Regions from separate parts of the Triticum aestivum genome. Here region 2 is linked to region 1. Evidence: chromatin contacts called from public Hi-C data. All regions are on one chromosome and are shown on one strand. The core of a region is the stretch at or near the end of the contact, and the rest is flanking DNA. Distances in the headings are between cores, read along the strand shown.

The links. Hi-C and Micro-C count contacts between places; a contact is called where the count stands out from the background.
Region 2: a Hi-C map of leaf shows a contact between it and region 1, with 4 times the contacts expected there. The contact joins the promoter of LOC100137006 here to the promoter of LOC123180397 in region 1. A contact is called at or near these places in 2 of 5 Hi-C or Micro-C datasets (both in leaf).

Annotation. Positions count from the first base shown.
Region 1 is chr1D:76,087,704-76,095,198 of IWGSC CS RefSeq v2.1, reverse strand. LOC123180397 (putative uncharacterized protein DDB_G0277003) reads right to left here and starts at 4,057. Exons shown (of 10, transcript XM_044592442.1): 1 at 3,854-4,057; 2 at 3,187-3,256; 3 at 2,855-2,986; 4 at 2,707-2,767; 5 at 2,551-2,629; 6 at 2,362-2,446; 7 at 1,721-1,777; 8 at 1,329-1,439; 9 at 979-1,049; 10 at 291-765. The coding sequence starts at 3,960. The coding sequence ends at 417. LOC543105 (serine carboxypeptidase 2-like) reads left to right here. Exons shown (of 5, transcript XM_044592441.1): 5 at 1-197. The coding sequence ends at 108.
Region 2 is chr1D:76,862,259-76,869,753 of IWGSC CS RefSeq v2.1, reverse strand. LOC100137006 (mitogen-activated protein kinase 14) reads right to left here and starts at 2,819. Exons shown (of 10, transcript XM_044592445.1): 1 at 2,613-2,819; 2 at 1,175-1,580; 3 at 128-255; 4 at 1-41. The coding sequence starts at 1,571.

The DNA.
Region 1 (7,495 bases), core at 2,808-5,307:
GGCCATGAGGTTCCTCTGCACCGCCCGCGGCAAGCGCTCGTACTGTTTCAGTACTTCCTGCAGGGCAAGCCCATGCCAGGCCAGACCAAAAATGCGACGCTGGCTTAACAACAAAGCGATGGAAGTCAAATAGTAGTAATCTGGATGTGAAAAAAACAAGAGTGATCATCAATAAAGCAATAGATGCTTCTTAACTACTTTTTCCTGGATAGCTAGTATATATGCACATAATGCGGCGATTTATCGAGAATATGGACACAGAGCACCAGCACAAAGCACAAAAGAACACAGGAAGGAAACACTTTAGGACAGACTTGATACGAACGACTGATATTCCGATAAGATTGATGTCTCTGCAATAAACGTTTAAGTAGCAACGTCAAAACAGACTGACAGGAGCTGCACTCACCAGCAACTTAGGATAATAGTGTAATCTTAAGAAGTTGCACGCTCGATCTATCATATGAGATCATGTAAGGAAGAAAACTGGATGGAGCTGCGCTGCTGGTAATGTTGACAACAGACAACTTCGCATCAGCAGCTGCCTTGGCAAAGCAATTGAAAGTGTCTGCATTCCGAATGACCGTGGCAATATAGGCCACAGGACCTCCGGTTGCGGTGGTCCCAGATACTTCGTCACCAATTTCTCCGTTGGTTGCCGCATTGACACTTTCATGTCGTCCATCATCGCCTCTAAGTAGCATACAAAGTACTCGTACCAGGTGGGGCACGCAGGACGGGTTGTATATAATGTCTGCACCAAGACTGGCAAGAGACAGAGGGTAAATGATACGCAGAAGCATGAACAGCAGGAAAATGTGCTGTTATCCACTTCGGAAGTAGGCTACTCATTCTCTAACAGGCCCAATAAGGTTCTTAGAGTAGTGCTTAAATTTGAAATTAGTTTCAGGAACCAACGGTTTAACAAAATAATAATAATCAAAGGTTAACAATACAAAAAGAACATACAATACTCACACTATGTCTCTCTGGTAGTCTCTTAAATCGCTTTCACACGCTTCTTCCCAGGAAAGATATTTGCACTCTACCTACATGCCAGGGTATAGTAAGATTAAAGTTTAGGCAAAAAATGCATTCATCCAAAGCTGTGGTCTTGTGGGTAAGTACCACCAAGCGGGATAATGGTGCCACTCGTCTTTATTAACAGAAGACATTATGCATATAATCATGCATACATTATCTAACAAATGTATCTGAGGTAGCGCTATCTATATGCTACACCAACCAGAATGCTAAAATCATATTATTTTTTACAAACAGAAATGTACTGAAACCAATCTGATATTAACTTAAGAAATTGAACAAACCTTATTCTTGCTTTCTTTTACTAGTTGAGAATCCTCAATGTGTAAGTTATTCATTTCCATGTTTGCCTTCATGTTTGTTAGTGTAGATGCATCACCATCAGTAAGAATAACCTGCATAATCACACACATTCTGTATTACATGTGTTCCTTTTCCTATCAGTGTTTCACCTTGGAAGAAGTTTATGAACTTTGTTGCATGGATAGTTCATGGCATAAATCACTCATAGCTTAGGTTATCAAATTGTTGTGAAATTTAAATTTGAAGGATTAATTATGTTAGTATATTTACCTCACCCTTTTCACCGGGAAAGACAAGAAATTTTTATGACGACCATGTTTCGCAGAAAGATAACCATTTACTTGAACAGAGACTTGTCATTATAAGCTCATACCTTGGAAGCACCAACATGGTTTAGACATACACCAACCAAACCAACACCAGAACCTAGCTGCTTATCATGGAAACATAAGAAAAACAATCACATATTAAATTTGTCAATAACACATTCTTGAGTTTTTACCTTTGACGGCCAAACGTCTAAGTATGTAACTATGTCAGGCAGTTAAAAATACGCTAAATTTAACAACGAAAAGCCCCCACTGCAGCCTATCTAATTGCTCAAGCAAAAGCTGAACATAAACATGGAAGCAATAAAAGGCTTGACTTGCCGGAGATGCAACCGACTAACACATGTTCAGATTTGTTTGGGGGGTGCAAAAGGCAGTACAATGCGTGCACAACCACAAGCACACACTTAGTACAACAATATTTGTATTGAATGCCAAGAAACATACTTAAAAATGTGCAAATCGAGCCTTGATAGTGGTTCTCTACAAAGGGCAAGAGCTCACAGCCTCAATTTGCTAATCCTCTGCATAATATGCATATCAGTGAATGTATCTAAAATGCTATATGATGGCAGAAAATAGAATGCAAGGCCAGTATGCAAGAGCATAACATGTTCCATAAATACGCTTGAGTTTAAATTATTTATGTAAATCTTATTCAAAGTCACAGCTACAACAATTTTACCTCAAAGCAGCATTTTTTGGCGAAAAGTTCTGGGAATGAAAGAATAAACTCAGATAAGAATAAACTTGATGGCCAAAGACAGCACCTGCAAGAATAAAAATGCCCGCTGACCTGAATGAATCATATAATATGGAAGTAGCTTAACAGAATATATGAATACATGTATTTCAAGATTTAGAGCCATTGTACCCTGTATCCCCTTCGAGCATGTTAGTAGAACATAATAATCGAGCAACCAAACTTACTGGATTCGAGGATACATTCTCATCTACATAAATAAATAAATTGTTATAATTAATTACCTGTGCAAATTTGTAAGAGAAATGTTCAAAATTAATAACTCACATGCAGGAGAAAGAAAAGATATCTCCTTGTAGATCTTGGCCAGGCTAAGCTCTGGGTTATTCTGCGCACAAACCGCAAAATGGACTACTTCAGTACATCATGTCAATACTCGATTATTGAGATGCACTACAAAATGAGGTCCACATACTGCCCTTGACGACATACAACGGCCAAATTCCTCATAGAGTTCATCAATCACAATATCTGACGATAATTCCGCCTCAGCTATAACCTTTTTAAGAATAGTTTTCACATATGTACAATCTGGACCTCCCCCTACCTGTGTGAGTACACAATGCTTTAGACCAGCAACAGGAAGAAAAACTGACCAATAACAAGAAAACTATTACAGCGCATCACTGTAGTGCAGCCTCAACTGCATTAAATTTCAATTCTATTTTTTCATATAGAATTTTAATGTATATCATGGTTATTTTAGTGCATAAGTTTTGTGATATGAAATAGTGAAAGGTATTTTACATTAGTGCCAACACAGTTCTCCAAAATAAAATTTTGAACATGTGGCGTGACAGAACCTCCACCAGCCTTTCTGCATAAACCAAATATGAAAATATAAATAAATATCACCATACTTTTTAAAACAAAAACTCAAAAAGGAAAATGAAGTACTATGTCTCGTTTGAACTTATTTGTACATTTAAATCCATATGAATCCCTCGACGCATTTTCGTATCTTTGTGTGAAATTTAACAGGTGCTGATCATGGATATCCTTGTTAGCTATTTCAATCGACCGTGTTCTAGAGAGCTAGTATTTCGGTAGAACCCCGAAACCATACAACTAAATGTGTGTTACAGAAGAAAAATCATACAAACAGTAACAAGAGATTAAAAAGAAATCGACAAAGAAAAACATGCCAGAAAAGCTTTCTGACATGCATTCTCCTGAGCATCAACCCACACTGTTACATGTGTAATGTGTTTGCCGTATAATCTTACCTCTGCTACTAGCCTACTGCACAGAAGCAGAGCATGGCGTATGCGCCAAAACGGCCGAATTAGGAGCAGCAAGCCACTGAACCAGCAGCGGCAATCGCCAATCGAGGATCCGATTACTAACGCATAGGTGGCGCAGGAAGTTTGATATGTGCTACCCACAAAAGGGATTAGTGTGGTGTGGGATGTACCTGGCGAGGGTGAGGACGCAGGCGGGGGGCTCCAGGGCGAGGAAGGCGAGCTTGAGGTGGAGCAGCGGCTGCTCGCCGGAGTCCCCTGCAGCCGCCGCGGCAGCCATGGAAGCCGCGCAGCTGGGACGGATTTGCGGCGCTTTTCGGAGGCGGCGTGGGTGTGATGCAAGCGACCCCCCAACCGTGGGGCTGGGAAAAAGCCTGTGTTCGCAGCAGCAGTAGCCGGCGGCGGTTGACCTTTTTGCCCTTTTCTAGGAAAGGTTTTAGGTAGGAGATTTTTTTTTGGAAGGTTTTAGGCAGGTTTTTTTAGTAGTACATAAAAACAAACCTAGCGTGCCGGCCCCATAGCCCGTGTGCCTGGCCCGTTGTGGGCCTGGCCCGACACTTTATAATCAGGGCGTGCGCCTGGCATGTGGCGCGCCTAGGGCCGTGAGGTGGGCATGAGTGCAGGCACAACACGGCCGTTTAATTATTCCTTTATTTTATTTATACATCCTGATAGGTTGAATATAGGTCCAAAGCAGCCCTATAGGCTGAATTCTACGCGGACCAGCGGGCTAAACGGGTCACCCGTGCCGATCTGTGTAAGAGGGGACCGTGCTCGCGCCAGGAAGGGCAGCACTCGTGCCGACACGGCACGACCTGTGTACTTAGCATGCCTGCGTGGGTCGTGCCTGGCCCCTATAACCCAGGCTAGGTCGAACCAACCCATTTATAATGCAGATTGTAATGGAATGGAGAGAGTATAGTTTTTCGAAAAATTAAACATTTTCAAACTTTAATCAAATTTATAGTGAAATATATCAATATCCATAAATTAAAATTGGTTAAACCTAATCATAAAATGTATTTTATTTTTATTTTTTGGTGTTTTGCATGTTGATATTTTTTGCTTATAAAGTTAAAAATGACTATTAAAAATTATTAACGGAGTACTAAGTATCACATGTCCTAAAAACACACACTTGTAGAAAAATAAAATAATTCAAATCTTTGGGTGTCCCAAGTCTTCTTCGCATCTACTAGCGGCACACCATGTGAAAAGCTCGTTGTCAACTATGTCCCGCCGACGGAGCACACTTGTTTAAACCCAAAGGTTCATAGAAGCATTGTCCGGGAAGTCAGGCTGTAGACCAGAAAACGCTGCTAACTGCATAGAAAATCATCGCTCCAGATAAAAAAGTTGAGAAGGGCCTACAAATACTCCAAAGATTATGAGCGTTGACCGGATTCAAGAAGATCCACTAAAGACCAAAACTAACCAAATCCAACAAGATCTGTCGAAGACACACCTACACAACTGAACTCCACGTCTTCAACCCAGTGCCATGAACAATACACACAAAGCACCCCTCCCCAAACATGAAAGAATCCAGACGAAGCGGACACTATGTCCCAGATCAAATACCAACAATAGTGAGATCCCTCGCACTCGAGGAGGATCGGGAGGAACCTTATTCTTCGCCGCCATTGCCATCGTCAGAGCTAAAGCCATGGACAACCAAAGACCCTAATTAAGAAAACCTAGATTGCTAGATGGATGCGGGACAAGATCACGAGGTTCCCCTCCCTCCCCCCGCTGCCGGAGCAGCCGACGGAGGCGAAAGAACCCGGGTGATGTTGGTGGCCAGGTTGACATCTCTCCTTTCTCTCGCTCGCGGTGTCTAGGTTAGATGTGTTTCTCCTAACATTTCAGCCAGTAAAATTCCAGCCATTCACTGGTACAGCGACGTGCTAAACAAACGGTTTTTAACCCCTTTCCGCGACGGCATTTGGAACCATCGCCAAGTGAGTGTGGGCGATAGGGGGGTCCTTCCCACACGACCCAAAAATCGTCGGGGATAGGCCCTCCTGGGACCCAGGCTGGGGCCGTATGCGATCGGGCGAGGCATCGAAACCCAATCATTTCCGCAGGTATGTACATCCCACACGGTGAATCCCATAAAATCATTTCCATAGGTATGTACATCCCACACGGTGAATCCCAGAAAATCATTTCCGTAGGTATGTACATCCCACACGGTGAATCCCAGAAAATCATTTCCGTAGGTATGTATATCCCACACGGTGAATCCTAGAAAAACATTTTCGTAGGTATGTATATCACACACAGTTCTTTGTGTGGAAACGTTTGTGCAAGGTGGCCTAACACAAACAATTCGCTGCCGGAAGCCATGTGTGATTGTTAGTTGATCGAACATGCCTACTTTCTAGAAACCGTGCGGGTTGTTTGAGTTCTTCGCCCACGGTGTTATCTGAGTAACCGTCTGCAATAGAAAACCCCAATAAGCAGGATAATTAGCCTATTATTGATAATCCATGTACTAATCAAACTGATATTTCTTATAAAACACGCCAGATATTTCATATCCGTATAAAAGCAACTAGGATTTCATAATCGAATTACATCAGATAGCTTCGGCACTCAGTTACGCCATTACACAACAACAGCAAGTTTCACATGCAGCATCAAAAACCTTTGGAAAGTAGCATCATACACGGTAAATAGACAGATGAATCTCATCTGGGAAACTGCAGAAGCGGAAGGCAAATATTGAGCCTTCAGTGATGTTGAATGTCCTTGCAACTTTAGGCCAGTGGCTATGGATAATTGCCCGCCCAACCTTCGTCCTCTTCAGCAAGACTTCAATATTGTACTGTGGGTGTTAATGAATACCTTCCTCGCCTCTTGACCATGCAGGTGGTTTGAGAGGTAATCATCGGTGGACTTGAAAAGTACTGAAAACAAAGCTATGCATAAATCGCTGTTGTAAATTTTGAAATGGCGCAAGGGGTAAAAACAAGGTAAAAGAGTTGGTACCATCCTATAGTTGACTGATGTCTTCTTCATTATACAAACAAAGATCTTGCTGTTATTCGTCGCAAGTTTATTTATCCTAATAATCTTTCTGAGTTTCTTGACTTGACTGATATTCATGGACATCTCATTTCCCCATATGCAAAATGGGTCGAACAGTGGGTCTAAGCCTCTGACAGCAGGACCTACATGTGCAAGACCAAATTGTAAAAAACCTAAATATTAGAATGATTCCTGCAACTGCACAATAATGTGCTATTAGCCAAAGGACCCTGCTTGAACAAACCTCGATGGTAAACCGCAGTGTCTCCCATTGTTTCCCTGCAACACACATAAGGAAGATCTTGATCAGGTTAACTGAGAGTTGCCATACTATCAGTAGAATATGTATTGAGTACAGCCAAATTCGATTGGTGTCACATGCATAACAATACAAAATTGTACCCACAGCAAATGAAAATCAAATTGCAGAACTGAACCAAACAGTTAAATGGACAGCAGACCAAATGAACCAAAATAGTTAACTGAGCACGGCATTGTAGAATAGAAACGTGTACTAGAAGATAAGACAGTTAACAAAACAAAGAATGCTTGAGAACAGTACTACGAAATGTAGAAATTGTTGGACCAAAGTGTTAACTAAACATTACATTTCAGAGGACCAAACTGTTAACTGAACATCAGATTGCATATTAACATTACAGAGGACAAATCACTAGAAGGCACTAGCGGTAGCCTTGAGAAAACATCATGAACTGTATTTTAAAGTAGACAACCGCGTGGCGGTGTCGACGGTGGCCTCGAAGACGAGGTGCTCCTCTAAG
Region 2 (7,495 bases), core at 1,570-4,069, 780 kb before region 1:
CATAGCTCAGGTGCTCGGTACCACCTTGTTGCGATATAATCCTAAAACAGGATAAGAAATTAGCTGCTGTTATTGATATTGAGTAGCCAAAAGAAATGGTCAGCATGGTAGGGGGAAATTGCAATACCGTCCAAAATATTGCGGTTGGAGTATCACTTATAGCTACCCTTGCGAGACCGAAATCACATATTTTGAGCTTACAATCAGCATTAGCCAAGATATTCTTTGGTTTGAGATCTCGATGAAATACATTTGCTGCAAGAAGCTATTGGAAGATGCATCAGCCAAAATGATTTTTCTATGAGTCTTGTTTTATATTATTGCCAATCAACTCATAATGCCACATTTGTATCTATAGCAAAAGTATTAATACTCATCTGTTTAAATAATCTGAAAAAAAGGGATTTCTACAGTATTGCTCTTTGAATGGAGAGATGACGCATGCGTTTTTCATTGTTATTATACCAGCAAAATATTATTTCTTAGCATGCCAAAAAAGAGAACTGAAAATAACTACTTGATCACAAATAAGTTATTTATATTTATAAAAAAAGTTTAAACAGAAGTTCTCTAGCCTCAAACAGTGCTTCACAAGATTAGTATGCCTATCTAGTCGCTGACTTTTGGCACAAAGAGCAGCACCAATAGCATCCTCACTAGGACCACAGTTCTGTTGTAGCATCACAAGAAGCTTTGGGAGCACGTCCAGATTGTAGCTACTCAAATGATTAACAGTAACTTTTCATCACAGCATTGATCAGTTACTAGGTGATTAGACTAGAACACACAACTCAGGCTGTGACAAGCTAGCACAAATTCAACAAATCACAAATAAGATCTGGATTTCCAGAGTTCTCCGGGCACTATAGCGAACTGTGTGACCTGTATCAAAGCACTACACAGGTCCATATTGCTCTCGTGACTACAAAGTTTGTGGAACATACCATTGGTTTTAAAGGTTTTCACAAATACCAACACGACCAATACATCGTCGCCGGATACTAGAAATATAGTTTCGAATTTGACATGGCATTGTTATCTACTTACATGTGTATCACTTTTAAACACATTGACCATTTATGGCTGCTACAATTATTAGTAAATTGAGACACCTGACATCCAGCTGTTGGAATATGCAAAAGAGGCATCTTTGATGCGAAAATAAATCGGTTACCTGTATGTATGTATTTCAATCCTCGGAGCAACTGATACAAGAAAAACTGATAATGTTCTGGAGTCAAGTCATCATTCGCCTTTATAACTTGGTGCAAATCAGACTCCATGAGTTCGAAAACAACGTATATGTCCTTGAACTCTCTCCTCGATGGAGGAAGTAGAATATGTTTTATTTCCACGATATCGGGATGTCTTAGGAGCCTAAGCAACTTGATCTCGCGGAGTATCCGTGTCGCATCAGACACATGTTCAAAGATGTCGTTTATCTTCTTGATAGCAACTTTCTCACCGGTGTGAGTATCCAAAGCAGAGCAGACCACGCCGTAACTCCCTTTTCCTATAACCTCTTCTATCTTGTATCTGTTTCCCTCACCATACTCAGTAAAAAAGTCCATTTGAGATGTCTGTGTCACAAAAAACAGAATATGAGTCAGCTTGAGCACTGATGAATTGCGTTCTTTAGTATGACATGGTGAGATGGTGACACTCAAAATAGATATTAGAGTCATAATTTGGCAAGCGACGAGGACTATGTACAAAAAGACACTTGCCAAATATTATGCGAAAATGACCACATAGGAAATTAAGTTCCATGGAGAATTCATACGACGCAAACTAGCATGGTCTCAATCGTCAAGTAACAAATTTTATCTGAAAAAAGTTGCTTGGAAGCAAAAGAACGGCACTAGAACCACGTGATACAACGTTGTCCGGGGCATTACTTTCGTTCTCCAAAACAAGTTGAAACTTTTTGCCCAAACGATGGAATTGTTCGGATGGCATGAAGCATGCATATTGCCGCACAGAGAGGTGGGTAAAAATATGAACACGACAGCACAACTACTCAAGTCAAGGCTTTAACAAAGTTGGGTTCATAGCTCGAACTGAGAGGGTTGTGAATAAATGAACAGTAGCACCATTACTGCCGAGCATCAATCAATTTACAAGAGGAACTGACTAGACCTATACAAAACCAAACGGCCGAGCCAATTCTTTTCCACCAAAAAGTACTCCAAATCTGTAAAGCAACCCAACTCCAAATCGAGTAGATCCGTCTAGCCGCCAGGTTTTACAGCGGGGAACAAGTCTACCACGAGAACAGCGCAGCTTCGCGATTCGGCGAGCAAAAGCTCCAGACTCACCAAGATCCCGAACCAAGAACACTACCAATCCACTCCAAGAAAAGAAAGAAGGCTGCTAACTCCCAGCGCGGCGCTAGAGCGTGGGGGCGGCAGGAGCGCTCAGCGGAACAGAGAGGGGCACGGCCTCCTTCATCCGCCCCTGCCGCCTCCTCACGGCAGATCTCTCCCAGGAGGAGAGGGGATCTTTTGCGCGAGAAAGGCGAGATCTTCAAGCGCCCCCGATCCAGCAAGAAAGTAGGGGAGGAGGAGGAGAGCGGGGGCATGGGGATGGGGGAAGGGAGGGAGGGAGCTCACTCGCTCACGCGCGCGCAGGACGAGGGGGGACGCGGCCGAGGGGAGGAGTCCAGCTGCGCTGCGCTGCGCTGCGATCCAAGGCGAAGCTCGAGGACAGAGGGGAGGGAGGGGGGCGGCGGTAGCTGGGCAGTCAGGAGAGAGAAGGCCACCGGTGGCCTCCGCTTTCGGAATTTATACCCGAGATTTATTTCTCTCTTTGTTTAACTAGATTTCCGGGCTTGCTTCTGTTTATCCGTTTATATAAAACGAGAAAAGAAAATCGCTTGGCCCCGTTCGGTTTGGAGGCGCGCCCACTCCGATAGGGAGAGGGAGAGGGGCGGCGTGGAGCCAGCCGTCGGGACGGGGGCCGGTGCCGCATCGTTTCCTTTCCCGTTTGACGTGCTGTTTGGCGACGATGAGGCTGGGTCTGTTGAGGACAGCTCGTTTGCACGGCTTTGTTACTTTGTTAGGTTGGGGGATGTCTTTGGCTTTCTGGTGAAGATGTGTGGCGAGGTATGGTTAAGGGGTTGTGCGGATGTCAATTGGGGAAGTGGAATGCGTCTGTGGTGATTGAGCTTCTTGTCTTACTCGCTTTGGTCACCACATTAAGTATAAAGTGGAGCATGTAGGCTGTTAAGGCACGATTCAATGACTGACTCGTTTTGGGTTTGTTTAATGTTATTTGTTGTGGTTGATACGTTTTCATAAAGCCGATGTCAAACCAAAGAGAAAAGAAATATATCCCTAAAAAAAGAGAAAAGAAATATATCCCTCAAAAAAAAAGAGAAAAGAAATATAGGTGCCGGTGAGCCGGACATGGTTATGAAGTAAGAGTTCTAGCATGGGTCAAGAAAAAGATAAAACAAACTTTACTGGGGGAAATGCTGAAAGCAACTTGGTGAGAGACAAAAACGTCCGTATAAGAAAACCACAGGAAAATTAGCATGTGCTGTTTACGTCCTTATGCTTTCATCGGATTAACTTTTGGGTTATTTTCTTTTTTGGTAATTGTTATGTTCCTTTTTTTTGTATACCTGTGATTTTTTCAGATGATAAGTCTCACACACACATGTGACACGAAGCAATCCCGCCCTGACTTTTTTAAACTAAAGTTGTCATTCGAAAAGAAAAAAAGAAAAAAAAACTAAAACTTGCCATCTGAAAAGAAAGTTGCCATCCTCGTGTCACAAAACCGTTCGGGGTTGCCATGTGTTCGTGCCACATGCGTGGCATTTATTAGAGTCCATGATTTTTGTATGCTTGATCGTAACACTACTTCTTGGTGTTTTGTTGAGGACACATCATTTACCCAGTTTGTTAAGTCCAAGCATCATGTATCTTGGCTTTCTAGTGAACAAGTGTGTCAAAGTATGACGAAAAACTTCTCTTGATAGTAATTGAAGAAGTAAAATGTGTTCATGCTTATTAGGCTTCTCGTCTTACTTCACTTTGGTCACTATACAAAGGAAAATGCAAAATGGTCTGTTAATGCACGATACAATCATGGCCTCTTTTTCTCTATGTATTTTTGTTATTGCAGTCGATATATTCCCATAAAGCCCTCGTCAAACGAAAGAGAGAATAAAATAGTGGTGTCAGTGAGTCGGCCATGGCTCCAAGGGTAAAAGTGTTGGCAGGGTGTCGGAAAAGAGCAAAGGCCAACTTGAATATAGTCAAGGGGAGGGTACTAAAGCTTCAAGCCTCCACAATGCACTTGCCCATGGGGGTTTATATACTATATGCTAGGAGTCCTTCAAAAAATGACAAAGACTACCCTCATAGATGGTAGGTGAGAAGGGTAGTGGAGGTAACCTTTGGTTCATATATCCATAGAAGACTAGCAAAAGAGATTTTTTTGGAGGCTACTAGGGAAGGAGATGAGTACATCGCTCATGGTGCATCGATCCATCTCGTACCTCCTCCATGATGCAACTACATGTTTGATCACGATCGATTGGAACGACCAAATACAATGTAGGTGCTCATGCACACTCATGTACTCATGCAACGCCTACTAAAGACTAGAGTTGCATAGCTTCAAGCATTAAACATGTGGTTTCATCTCTAGTGGGATAGGGTAACACCATCCTAACCATCCAACCAATGATTGGTTATCTCGATGTCTGTTTTTTTAGAAAGTTCAGAGTTACCTATGCTCAACTCAAACACCATGTAACATATATCTCCAAGAGTTTTTTAGTTGTATAGCAGGGCAAAGCCCCATTGCAAATTCCCTTTATCTATACAAATTAAAATACATTTACAAAATAAACAATACAATAGCTTTCTACACGAAATAAACAAAAAAAAATAGTTACAAACATCCTAACCAATCCTTTAAGGAGGCAACATACTGTTTTTACTATGTGAGCTACCATAACCATTAGTGCTTGTAAACTTGCTTCCACTTCTAAAACAAGGGTTCTTCTCTACCAACAACTTTGTTATTACTAGGCATCCAAATTCCACATGAATCTAGAAGGATAATCTTCACGATGAAAGGTGCTCATAACTTGTCTTTGATATTACAAAAAGCTTCATTAAACTAATAGCTTAGGAGTTTTGTTTTGGCAGACAAAATGCCAACTAGTAGCAACATATTAGCAATAGTACAAACAAAATCATGGGCCTATCTATGTAGGTTAATAAAAAATGAAATTATGTTTCAAGGTCATCTCGAAATGGTTGACGGTTCCTAAGGACCTTTTTAGAAATTTGCAGGACAGACCGGAGAGAGAGAGAGAGAGAGAGAGAGAGAGAGAGCGCACTAACTATTAACTGTATGGGCCTTGTGAGTCATCTAATTTACAATTTTAGTTTTCATATCTCAGGGGGCCTTTGTGTCTCTGTAAATAACCATAAATATATATATATATATATATATATATATATATATATGTATTCAATATCTACATTAAGTGATCGATTTATCGTTGGTTTTCATGCTTAGATTATTTGTTCTGAAGAGAACTACCTTTTGACCTAGTTGTTCAAGTAACTGTGATGAATGGGAGGATGATTCCATCTATTTGTATTTTTTGTCTTGCAGGTCAATAGTTATTTCAAATTATGAATAATTGATTTGAAATTATGAATAATTGATAATATATGGTTGTCTGCATCAATCAATGCAGAGGTTGGAGGTTTATCATTCTTTTCGGAAAAATATATATCTCTATCCATCGTCTTGTGGGTAAGGAGTTTGTTATTCTCGAGTAATAAAGTGTAACAAAAAGTTATATACTCCTGTCTATTGGTGGTGGTCTTATGTTGTAAATCATTACAAAAAGTGATTACGAGAATAATGGCGTAGATCCCCAAATTAGAACAGGTAGAAATTATACATCTCCATGTTGGTTGCAACCCGCATGGCAAATGTAACACATGTCCTCTGTTATTCTTTATCAATTTTAATGCATGAAAATATGCTACAATTATAAAAAAACTACAAAATTAATGTGTAGTTTTGCATTCCTTATGATCTCTTTTGAGATAGCTTGCGTTTTATGCCTAGGCAAGCATACCCTATTTTTTTCTATTCAACTCATGTTGCATCTTGCATGGTGCACCATGTGCTTTGCCTATTCATCGAATCCAGAGTTTAGTGAAGCATGCTCAATAGGATCAATGCAGCGAAGCACTCGACATGCTTCTAGTAAAAGATACTCCGAGGGCACATAAAAAAAATACTTAAATGAGTTTCAAGAATTTTCATCAGTTTCGTCATTTTAGTGGCTAATATTATATATATATATATATATTAAATACACTATGCTCCCTTATTTTTAAGGCCTCACAATCAACTGAGGTCTTCAATTTGGAATTGGGTCAACAATTTTTTTTCTTCTCGAGGAGCTATTTTTTTTCAAAAAAATTGATTCACTATGATCCGTAGTTTTGGAGATCTCCCATCGATTGAGGTATTCAATTTTGGATTTGGTTCGCGGTCTTGACCGGATCAACGATTTTTTAAATCAATCGGCAACAACCGGCATATAAAAATATATCAATCCCGCGCACCCTCTCACCACCTAAAAGAAAGAAACACCAAAATGTGATACCATAGCACCAATATAATACATGCAGACTGACGCAAAAAATTGCCCCATATAAATATGGGTTGGTTAGCAGATAGCACAAAATCACACCGTGAAATGCCCACCAAATCATCACATTATAAATAAAAAAAACATAACTCCATCATCGCGCGCCTCACCAAACCAAATACCCCATCGGTTTTACAACAACAACAAAACCTAACAATATAAAAAACTCTCCCGATTTTAAAATATAAGGTGTATGTTTTTTCGGAAAGTCAAATTTATTTATAAACTTAAAGAGGTTTGACTTTTTCAAAAAATTAATACACCTCGTGTTTTAAAACAGATGGAGTAGAAAAATCATGAAAATCTAACAATACCAATGGCGCAACAAAGCACGCTCGACCCTTCTAGAAACCAGATTAAAAGATCTCTATGTTTTCATCATTTACATATGTAGGGGCCATGGTTGGTGGAATCATAACAAATATGTAGTCTGATGGTTCCTTTCCTCATAGGTACAACTGCTGCTCTCATTGGTGAACAAACCGAGGCTGCATTTGTCAACACTTGGATGTTTTTTGTCATAGCATGTTAACTGCATAATGAAATGCTAGAGTTCTAAAATTAGATACTCCCGGCAGAGAATAGCCAGTGGACTGTGTAGCATCCTGCCTTTCTGGCTCTGGTAGAGATTACCTCGCAATCACTCAGTCGGCATATAACAAAATATAATAGTTCAGCTGAAGATATTATTTCTGTATCTAGCAAATGGGAATATGCATTCTTAAAACTGGTGTCACTGTCTTTAGCATTGGATACTGTTCTAAGATTTCTCTTTGTTTTGCTATAACATGCCGCCTT